Linked DNA regions of Mus musculus: all the other regions are linked to region 6. Evidence: chromatin contacts called from public HiChIP or PLAC-seq, Micro-C and promoter capture Hi-C data. All regions are on one chromosome and are shown on one strand. The core of a region is the stretch at or near the end of the contact, and the rest is flanking DNA. Distances in the headings are between cores, read along the strand shown. Region 1 overlaps Oxsr1 (oxidative-stress responsive 1). Region 2 holds the start of Itga9 (integrin alpha 9). Region 3 holds the start of Acvr2b (activin receptor IIB). Region 4 holds the start of Golga4 (golgi autoantigen, golgin subfamily a, 4). Region 5 holds the start of Eomes (eomesodermin). Region 6 holds the start of Ctdspl (CTD (carboxy-terminal domain, RNA polymerase II, polypeptide A) small phosphatase-like). Region 7 overlaps Acvr2b (activin receptor IIB).

The links. Promoter capture Hi-C pulls out the DNA fragments that hold promoters and counts their contacts. A called contact is a pair of places that touch in the nucleus more often than the background predicts. HiChIP or PLAC-seq counts read pairs in DNA pulled down with a chosen protein or histone mark.
Region 1: a contact with region 6 is called in a Micro-C map of embryonic stem cells, with 1.8 times the contacts expected there. The contact joins the enhancer-like site here to the promoter of Ctdspl in region 6. A contact is called at or near these places in 3 of 39 promoter capture datasets (the HPC-7 cell line, cranial neural crest and hippocampal neurons), 1 of 15 datasets of contacts at CTCF or cohesin (pro-B cells), 15 of 484 Hi-C or Micro-C datasets (adipose-derived mesenchymal stem cells, cerebellar granule neurons, cerebral cortex and 7 more) and 1 of 115 datasets of contacts at active chromatin or transcription factors (bone marrow-derived dendritic cells).
Region 2: a contact with region 6 is called in a promoter capture Hi-C map of neural stem cells. The contact joins the promoter of Itga9 here to the promoter of Ctdspl in region 6. A contact is called at or near these places in 16 of 39 promoter capture datasets (the 3T3-L1 cell line, the HPC-7 cell line, HPC-7-derived erythroid cells and 10 more), 26 of 484 Hi-C or Micro-C datasets (the 63-12 cell line, B cells, the C2C12 cell line and 16 more), 22 of 115 datasets of contacts at active chromatin or transcription factors (VIP interneurons, acute myeloid leukemia, bone marrow-derived macrophages and 14 more) and 3 of 9 other capture datasets (adipose tissue, liver and macrophages).
Region 3: a contact with region 6 is called in an H3K4me3 HiChIP or PLAC-seq map of embryonic stem cells, with 9 times the contacts expected there. The contact joins the promoter of Acvr2b here to the promoter of Ctdspl in region 6. A contact is called at or near these places in 3 of 39 promoter capture datasets (embryonic stem cells, hippocampal neurons and neural stem cells), 11 of 484 Hi-C or Micro-C datasets (Sertoli cells, cerebral cortex, cortical neurons and 5 more), 9 of 115 datasets of contacts at active chromatin or transcription factors (craniofacial prominence, embryonic stem cells, forebrain and 3 more) and 1 of 9 other capture datasets (embryonic stem cells).
Region 4: an HNF4G HiChIP or PLAC-seq map of pancreatic cancer cells shows a contact between it and region 6. The contact joins the promoter of Golga4 here to the promoter of Ctdspl in region 6. A contact is called at or near these places in 2 of 39 promoter capture datasets (cranial neural crest and hippocampal neurons), 3 of 484 Hi-C or Micro-C datasets (CD4 T cells and embryonic stem cells), 3 of 115 datasets of contacts at active chromatin or transcription factors (embryonic stem cells, pancreatic cancer cells and stem cell-derived neural progenitor cells) and 2 of 9 other capture datasets (adipose tissue and embryonic stem cells).
Region 5: a promoter capture Hi-C map of embryonic stem cells shows a contact between it and region 6, with 15 read pairs. The contact joins the promoter of Eomes here to the promoter of Ctdspl in region 6. A contact is called at or near these places in 2 of 39 promoter capture datasets (both in embryonic stem cells), 2 of 484 Hi-C or Micro-C datasets (embryonic stem cells and pro-B cells), 1 of 115 datasets of contacts at active chromatin or transcription factors (embryonic stem cells) and 1 of 9 other capture datasets (embryonic stem cells).
Region 7: a contact with region 6 is called in an HNF4G HiChIP or PLAC-seq map of pancreatic cancer cells. The contact joins the enhancer-like site here to the promoter of Ctdspl in region 6. A contact is called at or near these places in 3 of 39 promoter capture datasets (hippocampal neurons, pre-B cells and stem cell-derived epiblast-like cells), 1 of 15 datasets of contacts at CTCF or cohesin (embryonic stem cells), 13 of 484 Hi-C or Micro-C datasets (B cells, the G1E-ER4 cell line, cardiomyocytes and 6 more), 5 of 115 datasets of contacts at active chromatin or transcription factors (craniofacial prominence, embryonic stem cells, forebrain and 2 more) and 1 of 9 other capture datasets (embryonic stem cells).

What each region holds. Positions count from the first base shown.
Region 1 is chr9:119,270,051-119,273,619 of GRCm38.p6, reverse strand. Oxsr1 (oxidative-stress responsive 1) reads left to right here. Exons shown (of 18, transcript NM_133985.2): 5 at 636-691. Among named protein-coding and RNA genes, the nearest start is that of Oxsr1, 51 kb to the left of the region's middle. Within about 2 kb of position 1,964, at least 25 of the 459 cell types and tissues checked have an H3K27ac peak or open chromatin away from gene starts, as enhancers often do. A contact at or near this core is called in embryonic stem cells, where this site is marked.
Region 2 is chr9:118,605,347-118,608,686 of GRCm38.p6, reverse strand. It overlaps Itga9 (integrin alpha 9), which reads right to left and starts at 1,978. Exons shown (of 28, transcript NM_133721.2): 1 at 1,572-1,978. The coding sequence starts at 1,759.
Region 3 is chr9:119,400,334-119,403,639 of GRCm38.p6, reverse strand. It overlaps Acvr2b (activin receptor IIB), which reads right to left and starts at 1,462. Exons shown (of 11, transcript NM_001313757.1): 1 at 1,043-1,462. The coding sequence starts at 1,094.
Region 4 is chr9:118,504,739-118,508,006 of GRCm38.p6, reverse strand. It overlaps Golga4 (golgi autoantigen, golgin subfamily a, 4), which reads right to left and starts at 1,689. Exons shown (of 24, transcript NM_018748.3): 1 at 1,450-1,689. The coding sequence starts at 1,521.
Region 5 is chr9:118,476,526-118,479,982 of GRCm38.p6, reverse strand. It overlaps Eomes (eomesodermin), which reads right to left and starts at 1,794. Exons shown (of 6, transcript NM_010136.3): 1 at 437-1,794. The coding sequence starts at 1,323. It overlaps Gm33408 (a long non-coding RNA gene), which reads left to right and starts at 1,335. Exons shown (of 5, transcript XR_871338.1): 1 at 1,335-1,423.
Region 6 is chr9:118,925,200-118,928,418 of GRCm38.p6, reverse strand. It overlaps Ctdspl (CTD (carboxy-terminal domain, RNA polymerase II, polypeptide A) small phosphatase-like), which reads right to left and starts at 1,883. Exons shown (of 8, transcript NM_133710.3): 1 at 1,479-1,883. The coding sequence starts at 1,557.
Region 7 is chr9:119,423,393-119,427,126 of GRCm38.p6, reverse strand. All of the region lies in intron 1 of Acvr2b (activin receptor IIB), which reads right to left. Among named protein-coding and RNA genes, the nearest start is that of Exog, 20 kb to the left of the region's middle. Within about 2 kb of position 1,661, at least 102 of the 459 cell types and tissues checked have an H3K27ac peak or open chromatin away from gene starts, as enhancers often do. A contact at or near this core is called in cerebellum, palatal mesenchyme, pancreatic cancer cells and 1 more, where this site is marked.

The sequences.
Region 1 (3,569 bases), core at 715-3,214, 350 kb before region 6:
GAAGATCACTTTTTGCCATTCTGATTCCTTTGAGAAGTATTTTATGTCAATATACACATTTGTGAATATATGTATGTTTATATGTGTGTGTGTATATATACATGTGTAACTATATATGTATGTATATTCCTATTCTGTTGTTTAAGCAAAAAAAGAAAAGTTAGATTATATGAAGCTTGCCCCTTCTTCAGAATATATTTAAAGTGCACCCCTATCCCCGTGTGTTTGGGTTGTTGAGGCAGGAGGATCATGGGATAGAGACCAGCGTGAGCTATATAGCAAAACTTCCAAACAAACAACTGAGAGTTGAGGAACTGGGAAGAGAATGACTCACCGTTTGTGTGTTTCAGCAGTAAGGATTGGGGTGAGATGAGTTGCTTTCTTTGGTCAGTAGCTGGCATCCCAGTCAGTATTTAGTGAGCTTTACTTTCCTAGATTGTCTAAATGTTATGTTCCTTCTTATAATTTTATGTTTGGATTATAATATAAATGGCTAAAATTTAAAAAAAAGTATTGGTTTAATACTCTTTAATATAAAACAGTATTTAAATACTGCAAATGTATTGTAAATAAACAGTTGCTTAAATTTTGCCATTCTAAAGAACAAATGTTTGATGGTGTTTTTTTCTTTGAAGAGATGTGAAAGCTGGAAACATTCTTCTAGGAGAAGACGGCTCTGTGCAGATTGCAGGTAATGATGAACAGGGCCGCCGTGTTTTTCTGGTTTGTGTGAGTGTGTGTACCCGACTGTGTGTGCGTCCACCTGTGTGACTCTGTGTGCGTGCATGTGTGTGTGCACGGGAATGTGAGTGTGTGTTTGTGTGTATGTCACATGATGCATGCATATGCTTTCACCTTTGCTTCAGAGCATCCTGAGCATTGAGCATTCATTACGTGTAGCTCCCATGCCTGCCTAACATCTGTGTGGGTGCTGGGGATTCGGACCTAGATCCTCATGCTTGTGTAGAAAGGATCTTACCCACTGAGCCCCCATCCCAGTTCACAGTACTTCGTTTTATTTTGATATAATAGCCAGCAGAACCACCTTATTTGTTTTTTATGTTTTCTTAGTATCTGATGATCCTGTTCTTAGGACATCTTTCTATGTAAGCACCCTCTAAAGATGGCCTCTATCTCACCTAGGTATTTCACTGGGCATCACTCATTGCTCCCTATTATTTTCCCACTCCTCATCTTCATTAGGTGTAGGATCTTCTGATAGGGTTCTGTCTCAGAGCAGCCCGTGCTTATTTAAAGGAGAAACAGTTATCACCTCAGATGAGAGGTGATACAAAGTGATGGCTGGTTTTAATTGTCAACTTACTCACTCTAGAGCCTGGGACAGAAGTCTCCATAAGCAGATCAGGCTTTTGTCAAAAGAGACACTTTTTCACTGAAGACAAGATGCAGAGTAGGGTAATTCCAGCATTAATATACGTGCAACGGCATGTGTCTGACCCTGACTGGAGGAGAGAGCAGATCAGGCTGGCCTATGTGATGTGTTTATAAAAAGATAAAGAGAAGGGGCATACCTTCTATGGTTCTATGGAGGTGTGGTCAGATGTGGGGGAGGGGTGCCTTCGCTGGCTGTCCTGAGGCATCCCTTCCCCCCGAGGGACCAGCCACACAATGGTATAATATAGAGTAGAGTTTATTCAGGGGTGGGGAGAGTAGTAGAGGCAGAGAGAGATGTGGGGCGGGAGGGGAGGAGAAGAGGAGAAGCAGCAGGTCATGAGCATGGGGAGAGAGAGGGTAAGGGAAGAACAAGAGCAAGAGAGAGCAAGAGAGCAGCACAGCAAGGAGGGGCGAGCAGCCCCTTTTACAGTGGGTCAGGCCTACCTGGCTGTTCCCAGTTAACTGTGGGGTGGAGCTTAGACACAATGCTAACACTATGGGCGTGTGTGGGGTATTCTGAATTAGGTTAATTGAACTGGGCTGACTCACCATGAATGTGGGTGTCACCATTTTATGTGCTAGCTGCTGTGCTGTGAATGAAAGGAGAGTCAGCTGAGTACCAGCGTGAACACATACATCGGTGGCTTGCTGGTCTTGGCTGGAAACACAGTGTGAGCAGCTCTTTCAGGTTCCTGTCACCTTGACTCTTAAATATGAGTGAGCTGTATAACCTAGAATCATGAGTCAGGAAAACTCCTGTCCCCTTGAGTGGCTTTTTAAAGTCACAGCACTAGGAAGGGATAACCCAAGGGTGCCATGGAGTCTCTGCCTTTTAGGGAGCACAGTTCTGGTAGTCTTAGAGCTTAGGGGGAGACTGGAAGTCATGTCTTCCCACAGTTCTGATAGTCTTAGAGCTTAGGGAAGACTGGACGTCATGTCTTCCCACAGTTCTGGTAGTCTTAGAGCTTAGGGGAGACTGGAAGTCATGTCTTCCCACAGATGGCTGTTTTGACTGAACAGTCTCCTTCTGTTTGCTCTCAGACTGCTACCATAATCAAGTGAATCAGGATAATATATTCAGTTTTTAAAAGAAAATTTAGGCGAGTACCTTTAAATCCTGAAGTAAGGTAATAATTTTATCCAACATAAAGTTGATTCCTTTACCATTAACTCTCTTTTTGTCAAAAGAGACACTTTTTCACTAAAGACAAGACGCAGAGTAGGGTAATTCCAGCATTAATATACGTTCAATGGCATGTGTCTGACCCTGACTGGAGGAGAAAGCAGAGGCTTTCAGGGGCTCACCAGCTAGCTAGTCTATCCCAAACCACAAGCTCAAGGCGTAGTGAGAGGCTGTCTCTCAAAAATGAGATGGACACACACACACACACACACACACACACACACACACACACACAAATGAACATAGTGATTGAGGACTACAACCAGTATCACAAACATGCACAGGTGAGCGCCCTTCCATGTACACACATACATGTACTATCAATGGGAGAGATGCAGAGCAAAGGCGTGTAAGGCACTGAACATAAAGCACTTACTAAATGCCAAGTGACTGCCTTCACCACAACACCCAACAGAACCAATTGACGGTGCAGAGCAAGAGCACAGCATCTTAGCTGGTGGTAGAAGCAAGTCTGAGTCTCTGGTGGCTTCATTGAAGTTGAGGATGTGCACATGCAGAGCTATGGCTTCTACTGTGTAGACTGGAGAAAGTCATCCTCACGTGGGCGCCAGCCATCTCAGTCCGGAGTTCAGACATTCCTGATGCCGTTTACAGGTAGACGGTAGACAGAAATTGTGGTTGGTTTTCACACCAGCATACCACATGATGAAAAGTAATACAACTCTGTTACCTAAAAAGCAATGAGGAATTATGAAGTTATGATATGGGAAGGTGTGCTGAACATGAGGACCTTTGTCTAGCTGTGTGTCCAGTGAGCAGAGCTCTGCTGCTCGTGTCCCGTACCCACTCTTTAACTAACTCACAGCAATTTTATTTCTTTTTTTGTTGTGTTGTAATGGAAAATATACCAGTGTTAACCATTCTTAAGTGTAAGTTTTGTGGCTATAAGAGATAGTGTATACCTAAAAATACAACCCACAGATTCACATACATCACATTTTTTACACATTGATATATCAGTGAATTGTCA
Region 2 (3,340 bases), core at 729-3,228, 320 kb after region 6:
TCCCACTGGCTCCCACAGCTGCCTGCCCTTTCATTAGTAGCCCCCCACCCAGAACAGCCATTCAATTTCTGAAAGTTCCTCCCATGTGCTTTGTGCCGGGATCACACTGTGTGGGGTTCTGGGTGTATTCTACAAACTCTTTTTTTTTTTTTTTTTTTTTTTTTTTTTTGGTTTTTTGAGACAGGGTTTCTCTGTGTAGCCTGGCTGTCCTGGAACTCACTCTGTAGACCAGGCTGGCTTCGAACTCAGAAATCCACCTGCCTCTGCCTCCCAAGTGTTGGGATTAAAGGCGTGCGCCACCACACCCAGCTCTACAAACTCTTTCTATTCAGCCATAATCTATCTGTACCAAGCCCAGAGCCCATGGCAGACCTGGAGCCTTTGGAACATAGGAAAGTGTTCTGCCCTGCTGTCTGAAAAGGAAGGGTTTGGCAACTGCAGGAAGCAGCCTTGGCTGGTAACTGTGACTAGAATCAATGTCAGGAAGGGATGCAGAGGAGAGCTACACACAAGGACTTTGAAAGCTGGTTCTCTTGGAGGCCGCTCTCCTAAATACACGAAAGTGTTAATAAAGCCAGTCACAAAGTTCTCTTTCTCCAGGGTTCTGAAAGACCCGCATCCACAAGCCCCCGATTGCCTCGGCCCCTGTCCAATTCCGAGCAGAGACTCCCAGTAAGTTACATGTCCAAGCACACACACTGCCAGTCTCCATCTCCCGGCCTGCTGCTTCTAAAGATGCTCGCTCACGGGATAGCACCCTCAACGTGAACCAGCCATCTCCTGGGTCCACAGTAACATCATCTAAAATGAGGCTGGGGAGCTACTGAACTCTAGCTGCCTTGAATAGGTGGGCGTGGTGCATGGTGTGGCTCGTTCATTCCAAGGAAGTGGTCTATCCGCCTTCTCTAAGCGCTCCTGCTGTGGGGTCAGTTAACTTCACTATTGATGCTTAATGAGGGAGAGACTTATTCTTTTCTGCAGGCCCACCCATCTCGCTGGTTCAAAACTGTACCCCTTGATTAAAAACTTCAGCTTCCTAAATCTTGTCTCTAGACACGTGGGAGAGCTCCAGGCTGCCCACCAGCCACACAGTCTGCTCCTTGGGGGTCCTCTCTGCATCCCAGATCCTCTCAGAACTTTGTGGGGCCCCTGGGTACCTCTTCTGGAGATTCCTAAGCCACCAGGACCCACTCCCACCACACCCCTTGTTTCTCTGCTTCCTGCATGCTGCTGCCCTAGAGTTACATGAAGTGGTCCCCAAGAGCAGCCTGGCCTCCTAGGGGCCCCCCGGGGATCTGGGGCAGATGGCCAGCCCGCGGTGGCCCCTGGAAGGCAGACAGCCAAGTAACTTTGCTTTGGCGAGAGCGAAGCTGCGTCTGACTGCCCAGGGAGGACAGGGACCCCAGGGACGCCCCGGGCCTCGGAGAGCAGGCCAGGATGTCAGCGTGGCCGCCCGGACATTTAAATCGGCCCCGCGGGAGGTGGAGTGGAAGAGGCCGGAAAGGCGGCGGCCAACTTGGGGGACCACGGGGTGCCCACGCCAGGGTCGAGGATCCGCGGGAGACACTTACCAGCGCGTGTTGTCGTGGAAGTGCTCCAGCACCGCGTAGCCGAAGAAGGAGCCTGAGGGGCCCTGGAAGCGTACCGGGCGCTGCGCGTCCAGGTTGTAGGCGCCGGCCGGGACCCCCGCGGCCACCAGCGCCAGCAGCAGCGCGCGGAGCCCTCCGGCGCCGGTCCGCGCCGCAGCCGGGCCGCCCATCCCCAGCCGGCCGCCGCCCTGCGCCCTGCCCCGCGATCGGGGCTCCCGGGACACGCCGCTGCCCGGGGCGGGAGCCGTACGCTCCGAGTCTAAGCCCGGGACGCGGCGATGGGCTACAGCGAGAGCCGGAGCAAGGCCAGGGACGGCCGCCAGCGCCCCGCGTCCTCTCGATGCCCGCCGAGAGGTCTGCGCTCTCGGAAGGAGCGGGTCCCGGGCCCGGGCGGCACTGGACTGCGGAGAGGCGCGCCCGCGGGGTGGGCGGCCCGGGCGGCCCGGGCGGGACGGGTCCGCAGCGCCCCCTGCTGGACGCGGTCTCAGGCGCACCCCCGGGTCCAGGTTCTGGACCTCGGTGAACTGCATCCTCTCAATGTCCTAGGCTCTGCTGTGTCCAAGCTGGCTGGGTCTCTCTCCTTTTGTCTTACACTGAAAGTCTCTCTCTCACACACAAAGACCCAAAGCTACCCGAGCCAAGGATGGGTAAATATTCTGGCCCTGCCCATCTGGAAGCTCTTCTTCAGAGGCAACCGCTCAAGACCGCCAGTCAGTTGCTGTAAGAATTAGTCATGTGGAAGAGAGCAGAGCGTTCTTCCATACTCCCTGACCTGGCCAGCGCTTTCCAACTTGGCAGACATACAATACAGCCAGGTGTGCTCCCCTGTATGTGGGAGATTATGGTGAAGTATACGTTGCATAAAGTTTACGTCATAACCTCATTTTGGTTATGTGATCATCAATAGCTCATCTTGCAAATTAAATTATACATAAATTTAACAAGCACGCCCAGCCCAGTCCAGCCCCCGGCAAGTTTCATTTATCCCTGACTCTATGAAGTTGACTATTCCAAGTTTAATGTTATTGTTGAACTAACTCTTTACTCTGGTAAAATCACAACCCCCTCCCCATCCCTTCCCACCCTCTCCACTTCCAAAGTCTCATTCATACTAAACACACACGACGCCTTTATCTTTTTCTTTCTAATCAGGCTTATCCTTACAACAACAGTCAAAGCCTAGGGTAGGCAAGGTGGGGTGGGGGGGGGGTGCACATTCCAGAGTTATCCACTCGCCAGCAGTCTAAACACGGGGATCTTTACAGGTGAAGAGCCTCTTCCAGCTGTCATCAGAAGGGCTGTGACAAAGGAAGCCAGATCACCGCTAGCTTGGGAGCTGGAGGGAAGGGTCCATGAGGTAAAGAAGCCAGGCAGCTTCAAAAACTGGGGACAGAGAAATGTCTTCTCCTCTACCCCTTCCAGGAACGCAGGCCAGCGAGACCCATGACCTGTCCAGCATTGTTAGATGATCAATGTTGCTGTCTTAAACCACTGCAGTCAGGTAATTTGCATAGCTCGGATGCACTACTGCTGTCTTACTTGTGGTCAGTATTGCTGCAATGAAACACCATGTCCAAAAGCAAGTTTCAGAGGAAGGGGTTGATTCAGCTTGTACTGTTCATCATGGAAGGGAGTCAGGACAGGAACTCAAAACAGGGCAGGAATCTGGAGGCAGGAGCTGGTGCAGGGGCCATGGAGGGGTGCTGCTTACTGGCTTGTTCCCCATGGTTTGCTCAGCCTGCTTTCTTGTA
Region 3 (3,306 bases), core at 213-2,712, 480 kb before region 6:
CCGCAGCTGCAAGGGGGATCCCAGCCCTTCCCTACACTCCGGGCCCCGCCCCTCGCGGGTTTCCCAGACTCCGCGCTGCTGCCACCTCGGGCCGCAGGGGACCCGAGCTGCATGTGTAATGGGGGTTGGGAACAAAGACGCGCAGGACCCAGAGCCCCAGCCACCGGGCACCAGCCGTCCTAATCTCCACGATCTTTTCTCTGGAGTCTTAATGCCCGACTGTCCACGTTTCCTGGAACTGCCCTAAGCCCGCCCCGGAGCTCCTACAAAGTTGAGCACGCTTCAGCACCATCGGGACACAGAAATCAGTGCCTAGGCTTTGGGGGAGAAAGCGCTTTCCCAACACAACTTCGTGCGTACACACCCACACCTTCTAGTCCCAAGCAGACGCGCACCAGCTATCCACAGCCCGCAGGCGGCTGCGAGCTGACCGCGGGTCACTCACGCCCGCCACGTGCCGGCCGAAGCGATCTGAGACCTGTTGGTTCGCCTCTTCAACCCTTCTCCACTCCCAGTTGCCCAAAACAAAAGCGGTCCCACGAGGGCGCATCTGCGGCCCGCTGCAAGAAAAGCGGGCGCAGGTAGGAGCCACTCGCATGAGGATCGCGACGCGGAGTGGCGGGACGGGATGCAGAGGACTCCGGGCGGGCTATGGAAAGCCGTCCGCTTCGCTTTGCGACACCTATGACTCTCAGGGGCGAGCAGCCCCAACCCAGCCGCCCCCAATTAGATGCCCACCCCGCTTGGCCGCCTTCCCCACGCTTAGGTTTTCCCCGCTCTATCCCTGGGGTCCGCACACCCGCGGAACCTGAACCCCGACCCTGACGCTCCAGGTTCCCCCATCACCTAGAACCTCTGCGAGCCAGAATCGCGCAGAGGAACCGCACGGGCGAGCTCGCCTCTAAGATCGCAAGCACCAGAGCGCCCCGCGCGACCCCGATCCCAGGCAGGTGGCGCGGCGCCGAGGCCGCGGGGCCGCCCTTTGTTGGTAAACACCGCGCGCCCCAGGTCCCTGCACCCCCACGACGCGCCCGGTCCTTACCGGCGCACAGCGATCCCCAGAGAAGGGCGAGGGCCGCCCAGGGCGCCGTCATGTTCCGCGGCGCCGCCCCGCGGACACCCGGAGCCCGCGGGCAGGGCCGCGCTGCGCTCCCGGGGCGCGCAGGGCCCGGCGGCGGCTGCGCTCTGCTTCCCGCTCCTTCTCTGGGTCTCGCTTCCAGGAGCGCGCGCTTCTGCGCTTCGGTTCCCAGGCAGTATGCGGAGATAGGGGCTCAGGGCCGCTGCGGGCGGCGCGCAGTGCGGCCCGGGCTATGGGGCGACGCGGGAGCCGGGGGGCGGCGGCGGGGCGCGGGCCAGGGCGCGCCCGACGCGGGCATGGCGCAACGGGGCTGGGCCCGGGCCCCGGGCGCAGGGGCCGAGTCCGGAGGGGCCATGAACGGGGGAGGGGTGGGGGAGGGGACCTGAACCGAGTCCAAAATGGCTCCTGAGCGGTGGCCACGGAGCCGAGCCAGCGGGGAAACCCGGATGTTGGATACAAAGAGGCGGGCGAGCTGGGCGGGGAGGGGGAGGGGAGGCGGGCCCTCCGGCCGCGTGGTCCGCGCCCCCCTTGGGGGCGGGGCCGGAGAGGAACAACAACACCGAGGCTCCGCCCCCCAGCCCGCGCCCTCTGGAGACAGCGCGCCTGCAGCACCAGACTCTAGGGCTAGGCGGGGCGCGCTCTCCGAGCTGGTGGGATTGGACTGCCCACAACTTGGCTGGTGCTTTCCTGCCCCGTGCTATGGAGCCCACGCTACGGGATGCACGCTCCTCTGGGACCCCTGAGTGAGTGGGTAGCTCCTGGTCCCCATAACCTAGGACCTCTGCCCTCCAGCTCCCATTTATGGGCTAATTAATTGGCAGGAAAACGCTGAAGTCTGAATTGACAGCAGTTCCTCACAACGCACGCACAGTTATCTCCAAGCAGAGGAGGACCCACAGAGCAGCTGCAGGTGGGAAAGAACTGTTGGCGACCTGCTTTCTGAAGGATCCTCAGCAATCCAGCATCCTTCATCTTACCTTCAGCACTCCTCCCACCTCTAAAGATCTGTTCAGAACATGCCTCTGTTCCTTTCACACACGCACACACACCAGATCCCTCCATTTCAGATGTTACACAATCAGAGTGTGAGAGCAATCGGCCTCCCAGCTACACTGGAAAAGCCAGTCACTACTCAGGGGAAAAAAATGCTATGGAATCCTCGGATAGTTACCTCCTGCCTCACCAAGAGCAGTGGGTCATAGGAGGAAGGACGCTCCCCCCCGCCGCCCCCCCCCCCCAGCCTGGGTCATTTCATTTGCTCGAGCCTCGGACTTCCCTTATGAAAATGACGGTGTTGAAGTCCTCCAGACTTGGGTAGAGTTTCTTTCTGCTACGGCTTTGGTGTTGAGGTAGGGATCCTCAGCTTCCCAAGAAGTCTGCACCTTGTCTGACAACCTTTGCTCTTAAATGTGGTCTTTTTCCTCTCCTTATGTAATCCTCAGGTGGCCTCGAGCTCGCAGTCCATCTGTGACTCTTCCTATTTTTCGTTCGTTTATTGATTGATTGTGTGTGTGCTCTCTTGCCTGTATCTATGTGCATCCAACATACAGTCATATGTTTCCATATGCCCCGTGCCACCAGCACCCTCCATCTCACATCTGGGCAGCTTTAACAGCAGAGGGCTGAGGGGCTCCTTAGATGTCACTAGGGTCCATTCACGTTGCTAAGTGTATCTTCTATTTCTTTTAAGATTTTTATTATATTTTACTTATTTATATGTGTGTTTGTATGTGTATGTGTGCATGCATGTGTGTGTGTGTGTGTGTGTGTGTGTGTGTGTGTGTGTTAAGGAGAGAAGCAGACAGACAGAGACAGAAGAGAGAGAGCATGAACACATTGAGGTTGGATGACAACTTGCAGTTGGTTCTGTCTTTCCACTCTGTAGGAGCTGGGAATCAAACTCAAATCCTAAGGATTGGCATCAGGTCCCAGTACTTGTGAGCCATCTCTATGGTACTAGCACCCTTTCTAAATGGTAACTGAGGTGACTTTTTAAAAGATGGGACTCTGGGGTTGGATGGCTCAGCGGTAAAAAGCACTTGCTCTTTTTGCAGAGAACCTGGATTTGGTTGGTTCCCAGGACCCAGACTGGACGATTCACAAGTGTCTGTAATTCCAACCTCAAGAACATTGACTTCCTCTCCTGATCTCCACAAACACCTCTGTGTGCATGCACATGCATGCACACGTGTGTGCACACATACACTTAAAAATAAAATTAGGCCGGG
Region 4 (3,268 bases), core at 440-2,939, 420 kb after region 6:
CAGGGCTAGCAAGACAGTTCAGATGGTAAAATGCTTGCCTGAGTTTCCATCTCAGAATCCAGGTTAAAAAAGACAGCTGTGGTGGCACACTCTTGTACCCCAGTGCTCAGGAGGCAGAAAGGTGGATTCCCTCGGCCTGCTGGCCATTGAGCCCAGCCTATTTGGTGAGTTCCAGGCCAGGGGGTGTGCTGGAGAAATGGCTCAGAGGTTAAGAGCAATTGTTGCTCTTGCAGAGGACCAACCCACATAATGGTTCAACCATGCATGACAAGTTCCCTGGGATCCAACACTATCTTCTGGCCTCACACAGTGTACAGACATACAGACAGACAAGACACTCACATAAAGAAATCCAGAAATCTTTTTTAAATAGTAAAATAAAAAGAATAAAGCCCGAGGGATGAGGAATGACGACACCATGGTTGTCTTCTGGCTGCCACCTGCCCACGCGCGCACACAAGAAAAAAGAAATCGTGTAACTAAATGTTTTTGCATCCTAAATCTTCTCAGACTATGTTTCTAGAAACAGAATGCTGGGTCGTTATATTTAAACACCCAAACTGCTTCCCACTTAGCCAAACTACGACCTTTCTTGAGCCATGGGCTTTCCAGGTTTCTAACCATAAAAGAAAAGACGTTCGTGTTCAATCTACTGATATTCAGGGAGACTGGGGAGAGATTCAGCAGAAACCCTCCCCTCCCGTCCTTCACACCCTGAGTGCTGGAGAGGGGTAGTTTGTTTCTAACACGAACACGCCCCCTTTTCCCAGCCCGAAACCATACTCCCTTAAAAAGCAACGACCTTCCAGAAAAGATGCAAGAGCCCGGTTGCTGACAGGCTCGGTGCCCGTCCCGTTCAGTGTCTGCCCCTGAGCCCTGTCCGCCATCACCCAAGTTACACGAAGTGACTAACTCGTGACAGGCTTGGTCGCTGGACCGCCGCCCTCGGCTCCTGCGAGCAGCCTGGCCCGGGCAGGCTCGACTCTCTGCCTCGATCAGGGTTTGGAAGCAGGAGACTTACAGGGACCTGGTCATTCCGGGTGCGATGTCCAGGGAACCCAGAGGACATTGGTCATATATGGGGCAGAGGGCAGAGGTCACATATCACAAAGGATCTGGGTTGCCCCGCCCCCGTCACCACTCTAGAGTCAGGGTCTCTGACGGGCGAGAGAAGCTCCCCACGCAGGACCCGAACCCATCGCACCCATCTGTCAGACCGGGTCGGTCCTTAGAGGGGAAACTCCGAAGTCAAATGTCCCGACCGGTCCCGTCACCCTGCACAGGGACGGAGTTTTGGGAGAAACCAGGCCAGGGTTCCTACACCGGCTGGGTGGTCCCAAACCTTCCAGGGCTACGGTTTGGGGGGGGGGGGTGTTCCTGGGGCGGAGGTCAAAGGTCATGGGGAACTTTCGCCCGCTTCCCGGGCCTCGGCGCAGGGGGACGACGTACCTGAGCAGGGGCTAACGCCTGCTGCAGCTGCTGCTGCTCCTCGCTGATCTTCTGCTTCAGCTTCTTGAACATGGCGCGGCGAGGGGCCGGCAGCGTCTCTACCCGCGGGGCGGCCGGGCCCGGGCCTCGCCGCCTTCCTGTGGAGCTGGCGGGCACCTCGGGGCGCTCGTCGTGCGGGTGTCGGCGTCGCCGCCGCCGCGTCTCTTCTTTCTGGGTGCCCCTGGCTGGCCTCGGCCCCCCATCCAGCCCCGTCAGCGGCGGCGGCGGCGGCGACAACGGCAGCAGGTGAACGCGCCCCGGGCGCCTGCGCGGTCGACGTGGAGCTTGCCAGGGGCTTGCTACGGAGCGCCGCGGCGGACAATATGGAGGCGGTGCGGGTGAACGCGCGTGCACAGTGGCGTCTGCGCTGACTCTAGCGGGAGTCTTGGAGCTGTGCTGTCAAATAGGGAGCATCCCACCACTGAGCACCACAGTGAAGAAGGCTGGGGTGAGAGAGGATAGAGCTAGGAATGCAGAAGTGTATTCAGTGTCGTGTGGCACGATCGTTTAGAATTCTCTCGAAAGGTTTTTGGATAGTGGGTTGGATGGTATAGATGACTAGTTGGTTCGCTGGTTGGCCAGCTAGTTGGTTCGTTGGTTCATTGGTTCATTGGTTGGTTGGTTGGTTGGTTTAAAGAGAAAATCTGGGGCTGAGGGTGTAGAACGTTTGTTTACCTAGCATATGCAGGAAGGATTGGCTCTAGCCTCAGCATCGCATAAACTGGGTGTGATGGTGTATACCTGTAATCCCAGCATCCAGAGGTAGAAGCAGTAGGACGAGAAGTTCAAGGTCATTCTTGCCTATATGAATTTAAGGCCAGTCTGAGCTACAGTGAGATCCTGTCTCAAACATAAATAGTCTGGCTGAATTAGGCAGACTGGCCTTGAATTTGTTAACTAAAGTGATTTTCCTGCCTCCAGAATAGCTGAGGCCTACAGGTGCACAATTTTCTGCCTAGTCAGAATTATCTGCCTTTAGTGCTTAATATCTGTGGCTGCACTCCAAAGGAGCTGTCTTCCCCTACCTAGACTTTTCCATCTGCTGAGAACCCCCTACACTTGCACAACATAGAATATTTCTGAAACCTCTGCTCACAAAGACCCATATGACCTCGAAACTCTGGGTTCTGCACAAGCTACTACCTGGATGGCATCCATTCAGTTCTGATTCTTTGAACAGAACATTAAGAACTGGTGCATGGGGGTGTACACCTTTAATCCCAGCACCTGGGAGGCTGAGGCCAGGTGATCTCCGAGTTCCAGGCCAGATGGGCCTATGTTACATAGGGACACCCTGACTCAGAGAGAGAGAGAGAGAGACAGAGACAGAGACAGAGACAGAGACAGACAGAGACAGACAGAGACAGACAGAGACAGACAGAGACAGAGAGAGAGACAGAGAGACAGAGAAAACCAGATCCACAGGTTTAGGCCTCAGTCCCACAAGACTTCCAATGCCAGTCACATGCCAGAGGAGGAGATTCGTAGTCAAAAACCTAAGTGAAGGAGTCCTGTCTCTGGGCATATATACTACCTTGTCTTAGTTTGCCTGCAAGAATTCAAGTCAGAAAGCTGGAGACAAGAACTGAAGCAGAGCCAAAGGGGGAGTGGTGCTTGCTGTCCTGTTCCCAGTGGATCGCTCAGCTTGCTTTCTTATACAACCCAACACCACCTACCTGGGGTAGAACCACCCACATTAAGCTGGACCCTCACACTATCAATCATTAAACAAGACAATGCCTCCACAGAATTGCTTACAGGAAAGGTTATGAGAGCTTAC
Region 5 (3,457 bases), core at 545-3,044, 450 kb after region 6:
CAAAAACTGTCTACCTAGTCACCAGCTCAAACCGACTTCTTTCTGCTCTTCTTACAGAAGAGCCCCACCAAACCAAGGAGCTTTAAAAAGCTTCTTTTCAAACACTTGTGCGCAGGCCGCAGCCAGCTCCAGCTAGCCCTCTTTCGCTATGCAGCCCACAAATCGCCTGCTGCAAACCCAGGAGCCAGCGGGTCACGTAGATCTGCCCTCAAGGGTTCATTCCCAAATTTCCATCTCCGCCTCCTCCTCCTCCCAGTCAATCCCGGTGAAGGTGACTAGAGAGGAGAGTAACGTGGGCTCGGAGCCCAAGCTACAGGTGTGCCTTAGGAAGTAAGGGACACGACTTTGGAGATATGATGTACCACTTAAACACCCTAAGCAGAGCCCGCAGTGTGCGGACAACCAGGCGCCTGGGGTCCCTCCACCCTGCACTCACCTGCCCTGTTTGGTGATGATCATCTCAGTTTGGTGCCGGTGGAATTTGAGCCATAGGGGCCGGTTGCACAGGTAGACGTGGGCGCGGAAGCCGGAGCCAGGCACCCCTAGGCCCCCCAATCCTCCACAAGACCCGGCCGCTGAGGTTCCGGCGTATGGCCCGTAGAGCGGAGAACCCTGGCCGTAGGGATAGGCGCCAGGACCGCCGGCACCACCGCCGCTGCTACCAGCGCCGCTCCCCGAACCCGCAGCGGGGCCGAACTGCGCCCTCGCGGGCGGGCACACGGCGGCGGGGAATCCACCGGGGGGCAGCATGGAGCCGTAGGGGTAGCGCGCGCCATTGGACGCGGGGTACACGGGTCCGTGGGCTGCTCCGGCCGCCGCCGGGTACTGGAAGAGCGAGCAGGGCGCGGCGAGCTCGGAGCCCTGCGGTCCCGGCGACGGGAGGTAGTAGCGCTCGGAGCTCAGGCTGTCCATGGAGTAGCGCGCGGTGGCCGCGGCGGTGGCGGCGGAGGGCAGCTCCTCCTCCGCGCACGGGGAGCCCTTGCGGCCGTCCGGGGGCCCGGGCTTGGCCACCGCCGAGGTGCTCCCGAAGGTGTCCCCAGCGTCCGCGTCACTGAGCATGGCCGCGGGGGCCCCCGCGCCGGCGCCTGCGGGTTCTGCGCTCCCCGCCTGGCACGGGAGACTGCCCGGAAACTTCTTGGACGCTTTGTCTAAGTCCAGCCTCTGGGGCGAGGGGGCAGCACCGGGGAGGAGGCTGACGCTCCCTCCGCCTCCCCCTCCTCCTCCGCCTCCTCCTCCTCCTCCTCCGCGAGCACTCTCCAGCGAGTAGAAGTGCGCGCCGGGCAGGTTCACCGAGCTCACCAGGAGCTGCTCTCCCAACTGCATGCTTTAGCGAATCGCAGACGGCAACCGGCTGCCTCCTCGCCTCCCGCGGCCTGGTTATAAAGGCCAGTTGGGGGAGCCAGCGCCCTCTTCCGAGGGGAAGGTAATGTCCCCTTCCTCCCTCGCCTAGGCTACCCACCTGCGGACCTGCGGGGCGGCTTCAGCGCGCGCCCAATTTAGCGTCCTTCCCTCAAGGGAACAAACTCGGGATTGTAGGTGCCCCTTTCCTTCCGCAAGAAAACAAACCCCGGGTTGTAGGTGTCTCTCTCCTTCCTTCCTTCCTTCCTTCCTTCCTTCCTTCCTTCCTTCCTTCCTTCCTTCCTTCTTTTCTTCCTTCCCTCCTTGTCTAACCTCTCAGGACCCCTACACTCACACTAAGGAAGAAGAGGACTTAGCTCTGAGTTCCCATTTAGCAACCAGCCATTTCCTCTCGGCTGGCTCTGCTAAACTCTAGGCATACTTGACCGCTTGGAAACTTGTGAGCGGTGGTTGGCTGCTTATATATGTGCGGCCAGGGAGGGGCTTCGCAGCCCCATGGCTAGGGGACTTTGCTATTGGCTGTTAGAGGTGACACTAATTCAATTAAGTATTTATTAATTGGATCGGGTCGCCTGCGAGTTTCATTTTCTCTTAGCTTATTTGGCTGTTATTGCTGGTTTGGTGTTTCTTTAAGCGTCTTTGGGAGAACTATATCCCACTGAGAATCAATCCTGGTGTACCCGGTGGCTCTATGGCGCCGGAGAAACGGGTTTGAAGTCTGCGAACATGGTCTACCCACGGCATAGGAATCATTCCTGAGTTCGGGTCTAGTTTGGCAGGTCCCAGAGGCCCGTGAAGGCGTCTTTACAAGCTCCCTGCTCGCAGGAAGGCTCAGGTCCCCGGGGGTGCAAATCTAGGGGAGGGCTGGAGAGCGACCCGAAGTCTCTGCGCACACCCTCCTTCTGACTTCCTGGCCTTCAGCACACAGGAACCGCTTTTTGTCCTGTCCCATCTTTTAGCGTAAAGACTTGGTGGAGAGAAACCTCGCGTTCAGTTTTTGGGATTCCAGAGATGGCAAAAGGATTCCGCGTCTGAATCAGAGACTCCAGCTTCTAGCTTCTGAAGTGGGCTTCTGAAGACCCAACATGAGCCTGACCGGACGAACCAAACACTCAGTATTACAACCGCGCTAAAACACCGGCTTCCCCGAGGCCGTCACTTTCATTACTCAGAATTCCCTCTGCTCGGTTTTTTCTAAACACTGGATGTTTCCTACCTCCCCCAGCCCCCGCTTTCGCCAACATCTTTGGTGGGGACTGACACTAAGACACAAAGGTTCCCTAGCAGCTGTGCAGTTAAGATTCCCTGCGCCTCTCTGCGGCACAATACAGAAGGCAGAATAATTAGTGAAATAATCAGTTTGATATTGAATTAAGCTCCTTTGCTCCAGCTGCCTGTTTTTCCCCCCTGCGTTTCCGCAAACAGTCAAGGACGGGGCCGTCATATTTTATTGTTTTATTATTACAGAAGGGGGAACACGTTTCGTTGACGATGAGAAGCCTGTACATTCTCCTCTAATAAGCAATTACGGACGCCTGCAGTAGTCGCTCCAGGAGCGCATTTTCCGGTCGAGATGTAGGGACTCTGCTTCCCCCAACCCAATGCGATCACACGGGAAACTTTTGCCGAGAACAGATGAGGTGGCCGCGGGATCTGCTAAGCGCTCAGACGCCAGCAGCAGATCCGCGCGAAGCTTTCCAACCTGGGTCCAAACCCCGCGAATCACGAACGTGGGCACGCCCGTGTTAGGGAGTGGAGCGATCCTTCATGGACTTGGATGCTGTGTGGGGTTTTGATAGAATAGCGTAGTGGGTCTTGGGCGCTCGCAAAGCTTTTCAAGTGTTTTGGAACAACAACCTTGTCAATTTTGGCTCAGAGAACTCGGGCTGACATCCTGCGCGATCAGTCCAGAGATCCCAGCTCCGATTTGGTCTCGGGCTCCGTCCCGCATGTTTTTGTTTTGTTTTGATGCAGCGAAGCCTTTGGGATTAATTTTTATTCCCCTCAAAGGGTGCGAGATATTGAACGTGAGGATTCCACAAGGGGGATGCGAGTTCCAAGAAAAGGGCCTCACTGCGCTGGGGACTCAACCTGGAGT
Region 6 (3,219 bases), core at 634-3,133:
TTTTGCATTTAGAAACCAGTCTGTAGGGCAGGTGGTGTTTACAGATTATGGAGTGAAAGCAGGTGGCAAATCCCCACCTGAGGGGACCTGGGGAAAGTCCTGAGCCTTCCTGCTGGGCATGCCCAAGGGGTCCAGGGCAGGCAGTGGTAGTGGACCGCTCCTCCCATCCTCATTCTACCTCAATCCCCAGAGGGTGCACAAACACAGAGGGTGGAGGCCAATGGAAAGAAACGTGACTCTTCCAGTGTCTGCTGTGGCCAGCCCAGGGCTGGAGGGGACAAGCAGGTCCTTTGGGAGTGGAGGGGGGCTTATATGTGTGTGCTACACATGGTAGAGGGACTGTGAAGCAAGAGTCAGTTGCCAGAGCAAACCAAACCAGACTGGTTGGCTCTTCAAAACAGTCTGTCCAACCAGCAGGACACAGTGACTCCGGGCACTTGTGTGAAGACGTCAGTTCTCTGAGGGGTCAACATACCAAGAAAGAGCAAAAAGTAAACAGGGGAAGGGACGGGGCTGGAATAGACCCCAAACAAACCAGATGCAGGCAGCATGGCATTGCCTGGTTAGCCCCTGACCAACTACCCCAAAGGGGACAGCTCTAACGCACTAAGCCACTAAGCGTTTGCCAAGTGCTGCGTAGAGCTCCCCCCACCCACAAGAGGCCGGAGATGCCAGGCGGTGGAGTTCCTGACAGGCTGGTTGGTGGCTGGGAGACAAGCTAAAAAGGAAGTGTGCATATGTGCTTGTGTGTATGTGTGTGTGGTGTTGTGGGGACGGCGCTGCTCCTCGCCTCTCTCCTCCACTTGCACAACCAACTAAATATTTTCAAGACATGGCCTCTCTGTGTTATGCACAAACAGGCACAAGCATGTGTGCACTTGTGTACACAGGATCTTGGTCAAAGCCAGATATGCACATACACCCAAACAGCAAAGAGACACAGTACATTCTGACAGTAGGATAGCGTAGGCATACATTCATACACTCTCTCTCTCTCACACAACTCCATCAGGAGTGAACACACACACACACAAGGTCCACACGCTCAGGCTCTGCACACCGATCACCACCTCTCAGTCAGAGGCATACAGACCTCCACATTAAGTCCACAAACTCACAGCCTGTCAGGAACACACACAATCTGCTAAAAGCATTCACGCCCTTATAATCTCTCAGTTGGCCTGCGCGTACACATAGGTGTGCACACAACCTGTCTCACGCACTGCATGCACACTTAAAACAGCTCTGTGCAGTGCACACATCCGATCCCAACTTCTCAGCCGCTCATGCACACTCACACGAGCTCAGCTGGCACAGGCACCCTCCCAGCCTCCCTCTGCTCCAGGCGCACCCCACACCCACGCACCCTCCTGGCCCGGTACACCCCTCCCCCACGCCCGTGCGGGCGCACACCGAGAACTCCGGCGACGCCGGGTGCACTCACGCCCCCCGCGGCAGCTGCCCGTGCCCCTCCTCACCTTTTTCGCCCGCGACGGGCGACCGGGCCTCATCCTCCTTGGGGTTGGTCACCTGGGTGATGATGGCCGGACCGTCCATGGGTGCGCGCCGCGCCGGCCGCCCGCAGGCCCGGCCCCCCGCAGGCTAGGCGCGGGGGGCGCGCGGGGGCGCGGCGTAGGGGGCGCGCAGGGGCGCGGCGCGGTGGGGCGCTCGCCGCCGCCCGGCCCCGCGCTCCGAGAGAGGCGGCCGGGGCCCGCGCCCCAGCTCCCGCCGTCGCCGCCGCCGCTGGGCTGAAGCGGCCGCCGCCTCGTCAGCATGAACCCCGGAGCCGCGCCCGGGAGAGCCGCGCTCGGGGAGGCGGAGCGGGAGGCCCGGCGCCGCGGGAAGCGCGAGCAGGCGACGGAGAGAAGGAGCGAGCGCGGAGCTAGGGCGGGAGGGCGGGAGAGAGGGAGCGCGAGGGGGAGGGAAGGAGGAAAGCGAGGAGGGCGGGCGGGTGGGTGTGTCCCGGCCCGAGGACTGGCCTCCACCGCCGCCGGCGCTGCCCGCCCGCCCGCCGTCCGCCGCCCGCCGGGGAGAGGGGTGCGGGGCCGAGTCGGGGGGCACAGCGTGCGGGGTGTGGTCTGGGGCGGTGGCGCGCGCGTGCGGGGCACAGAGGGCCTCGGGGTAGGTGGGAGGGTGCGGCGGAGCCTGGGAGATAGAGCAAGCTCAGCGATCGAGGTGTGGGCCGCGCGGCGCGGAATGGAAGCGCGGGGAGTGCTCGGCGGAAGCCCGGGGTGCAGCGGGATCGCCGGCTGAGGCCCGGGGAGGTTTATTCACCCCGAGTCCAGGTACCGTGGGAGAAGATTGCAGTCGGTAGTGGGTTCCGGGTGAGGGACGTCCTGACGCTCAAACTGGGAATGGAGGGTTCCGCAGGGGAGCAGGGAGCGAGGCTGCATCGGGGTTCGGGCATAGAGTTGGGGTAATGTAGAGCTAGGCTGTGAGGTGAGCCATAGGGGATGCTGGGCCTGGGGGTGAGGAGGCGATGAGAGGTGCGCGGAGAGTCTGCAGACCGGGCTCACACTGTGTAGTCCGCATAAGCAGCCCGGGCGAGAGTCGGTGTGCAGAACAGTGCGTCCTCGAGGCTAGACCTCTTGGCACATGAGACTGTGGGCACCTCGGCGAGGGGTTCAGCCACTTAAAGACAGAAAAGAGGCTGTAGGTGGCTGATGGAGTGGAAAGGGGCCTGTAGGAGCAGAGCTGGGCCAGGACTCGAGTACATGAGCATCGGGCTGCTGTCAGGTCTGGGGTGACAGCCAAAGCTGGGTGTGAGCAGGTGCCCATCAGCTTCGGAGGGTCTGAGCATTTCGGCACCCGCACGCACCTTCTTGCTCCAACTTGCAGGCCCCACTTGCAGCCCTGTCAACCGGTGGGCGGGGGCAGTGCTGAAGGGGGCGGGCCGCGGGCGCTCGCGCGCGCTCCTCACCAATTACCGCTGTGTGGGCGGAGCTGAAGCTCGTGACTGACAGACGGGCTGGAGAAGACAATCTAACTCCGCCCATTCGCCAGTTTGCGCGCGCACTTGCCCCCTACTCCCCTACCCGCCTCTCCCCGGGTGGCTTTCAAGAGGGGAGGCCTGCTGGGACTTCCTTACTTTTCCACGCCGGTGCGATCCCGGCGCTGGCACCATTCAAGCCGCGTGTTCACCGATGAGCGTCTACAAAGTTGGAAAGAAACTTCCAGAAGCGCCTCTGGTAGACGCGAGCCCGCAGACGGGTGAAATCT
Region 7 (3,734 bases), core at 412-2,911, 500 kb before region 6:
GGCTAAGCTACGATTGCAGATGGTTGAACACACCAAACACTCATCACACCTTTGCCCACTTACTCCACCCCTACCCCTGCGCGTGCCCCTTTTTTGCCCCACTATGACCCCATGAACCTTTTAGATATAGGACGGGAAATAATACACAAATCCCAAAGGTATCCTGTTCCCTCGTGGGACATCCGGAGGGCGTGTGGCATTTATTACCTCGTTGACAACCTTATGCAGACACCCTAACGGGAAAGAGCGCTGACTTAGCCTTGCTGCACCTCAATCCACTGGCACCCAGCCTACTCCAATAACCCACCTGAGGCCAGAGGGGCATCAGGGAGGGGGCTCCCACCTGACCCGAGGTTGGCAGGGTGCCAACTGCTAACACTGCTTGGTTCCCCAGGGCCCATTGCAGACAGGAGGATCCTGACTGGCCGTTCTGGAAGAGGAACCCTCAAGACATGCTCACAAGATCTCACGGCGGCAGGCAAAAGCTCCTCCCAGGGAGGCCCCAACTGGGCAAGACGCCAGTCTTAGGGCTCCAGGTAGGACCCGGAAGGTCAGAATGCTACCCAGTCAGAATGGCAGAACCCAGCCTCAGCCCTAGCCATGCCAGGTCCTGTTGGCCTAGGCCCTGACACTTGTGGTGACAACCTGCCAGGTGGCTAGAACTCAGCCTGGCCCAGAAGGGTCTCGGTATCCAGAATGGGGCTCAGACAGGGTGTGCACCGGCTTCTCCCAACCAGGACCTTATTCAAGCACAAGGCTTTAGGTTGTGGATGAGACTCTAAGGGATGAGTATAGGCCGGAAACAAAGCCCGAGCCAGCGCCGGAAGCCAGGGTGGCACCTAGAGTGTCTACAAGCCCTGGCTACTTGTGGCAGGAGTGGGTAGTGGAGCTATGTGAAGCACCCCGTCCAGGGAGGACACAGCTCCTTCTCCCGCGGGAGGAAGCGAAAGCATGTGTGGAGCGCAAACACTCCTAAGTGTCCTCTGCAATTGCTTCCCAGATGCCCAGCTTCCCCCACAGGCCTGCAAGGCTGGCCCTGAGCTGCTGAGCACAGAACGGGTTCCTATGTAACAGATGGCGTGGACAGACTATGAGCAGAGGGGACAAGAAGGAGGGATGGCTTCAACACGAAGCAAGACCCCTGCTATAGATGCTGAGGATGGAACCTGGACTTTGTGTGTACTGTCCGCTCCACCTCTGACCTACACCCATGACTCAGGAGAGTGTCCACCTCCATTCAGACTACAATCAGCCCCTGGAGTCACAAGGGCAACAACAAACAGAGTAGACCTCAGCCTGGCCTAGCTCCAGGCCAGTGTCAGGCACCAGCCCCTCTGGCACAACCATAGGATCCCAGTGGAGAAGCCTGAGAAGGCAACATGAAGCCTCAGAGAGGACCCAACAGCTCACTGGAGCCACCGACCTCCCAGACCTGCCCAGAGCCGACCCTGCAGAGCAGCTTTGAGCTGGCCAGACTGCTGATGCCTCACAGCTGTGCGCCTGGGGCAAGTCACCTAGCCACTCTCTGAGAGGTGACTGACAGCACCTGCCTCCTAGGGTTGTAGCGATCCTTCCAGTCCAGGCCCCACACCAAGCCTGCCTGCAGCTCTGCATCCCATGTGACATTCCACACCCTTCCCACACCACACCCTGGCCACTGCCAGCTGGAGACCCAGGGGGCCTCCCGTTTCCTCTCTCCTCCCTGGCTCCATTTCTTCACACTCTCACACTGGCTATTTATAGCATATGGCAAAATTCCAACCACAAGGCCACAGAGCCCTTTAATAGATGAAGGCCTCCCGCCCACAGCCTAGCAGCCAGGTCAGGAGTCTCCCCAACTGGCCCTGCCTCCCCACCCTACACAGCTGCATTTCCATCAGTCCCCAGGACCACAACCAGGGTGGCTACAGAAGGGGAACCTACAGAAGAGAAAGGGTGGGCAAGGCTGGAGCATCACACACACACACACACACACACACACCCCGCACATATGCATGAACCCATATTGGCAGACTGGGAGGAAAGAACCCGTCAAGTAACTACAGTTTATCTTAGAATCCTTCACTGTGGGGCTAGTGGTTACAAGAACTTATTCTTTGGTTGAAAACAAATGGCTTTGGTTCCCAGCATCCACGTGGTGGCTCACAACCACCTGGAACTCTAGTTCCAGCGGCAATGCACACACTGTGTGCATGCACATTCATGCAAAATACCAACACCATAAAACAAGTTTCTTTTAAATCCTTACTCCAGAGAACCAAACCACTTTAATTCTACTTTTTGGCCTCATCTGTATTTATGTGTCACCTAGACTAACACCCACTTGTCACACCCCAGGCACTGTATGATGGAGAACCCCGAGTGAACCCCTAAGATGACAGAACTAAGTGAAGCAGAGGTTAAGGCTCTTTGCAGGCCACATCCTGAAGTTCCATGTTTCGGAGCCCAGGGACTGCCCAGTGTGACCTCACCTGGTTCACCGGCTGGACCCTCGGGTTATGTACAGCTGTCATGTGAGCAAAGCCATCACGCATGAAGCTTCTTGGTGAGCGTTTCCTCCCGTCCTGGGAATGCTGAGCCTAAGCAGCTTTGATTCAGTACATTCTTCCAAATCCTTCTCCAAAACAATCGACCCAGTTTCCGAGAGCAGCCCACCGAGGCACACCCTCAGCCGAGCTCCCCTGGGAACACTGGCCAGCCTTCCCACTTCCTGGCCAGGTACCTTCTCCTTATGCTGAGGGAAGTCTATGCTCATGGGTATCGCTGTGCAGTAACCATTTTTTGTTCATGCTATCAAAAGGCCAGGTGGTGGTGGTGCACGCCTTTAGTCCTGACACTCCCGCACTTGGGAGGCAGAGGCAGGCAGATTTCTGAGTTTGAGTTCCAGGACAGCCAGGGCTACACAGAGAAACCCTGTCTGTGGAGAAGGTGAGTATGTCTAGCTGGTGCTAACTTACCTAGAACATTTCTTGTGGCGTTTTCCCAATTTATCTTTTCCTTCCTACTTTCATTTCAAAGCTTTCTGCCCACTTGAGCTTTCTACAATTCAATCTAATGCTTCCTTAAAACCGGAGTCCTAACACATTCATGGTTAAACTCTATTCCAATCTCCATTTGTTCCTTGTTTTCTTTTCTTTCCTGCAGTTCTGTCGGCTGATCAAACACAGCACTTCATGCAAGCTAACCACTGAGCAACAGGGATTACCACCTGTGACCTGGAAGCTCAGGTTCCCTTCTGTCCCAGCATTAGCTAATCTGAAGTGTACCTGAGACTCTACATCTGCATTAATCTGCCTTTCCACCACCTCTCCCTGAAGCGTCTAGATTAATTCCATCACCTTTCGACTTTCATTAATATGAAATCCGCATGGGAATAAACTGTGAACAGATTATACTCAGTATTCAATATTTTTGCTGTCTGTATACATCTCTAAAACATTATTTGTGGTTTATACAGCCAAGGCTGCTTTTTTGCGGCTATAATGGGATCTTGGGACTAGGTATATTAGCTCCCTTTCTCGGGAGTTATTTTGGCTCATCATCTGTGGGGAGGAAGGAATCTGAGGGCAGAAATGTGAGGTGACCAGCAACACCGATGGATCGATCAGCAGGGGCAGGAGCTCAAGGCTGCTTGCTCGCTGGGGGGCTTCAGGAGGCAGGCTCGGGCTGCAAGCAGGGCTGGGCTTCAGGAGGCAGGCACGGGCTGCAAGCAGAGCTGGGCTATCAAACCTTAA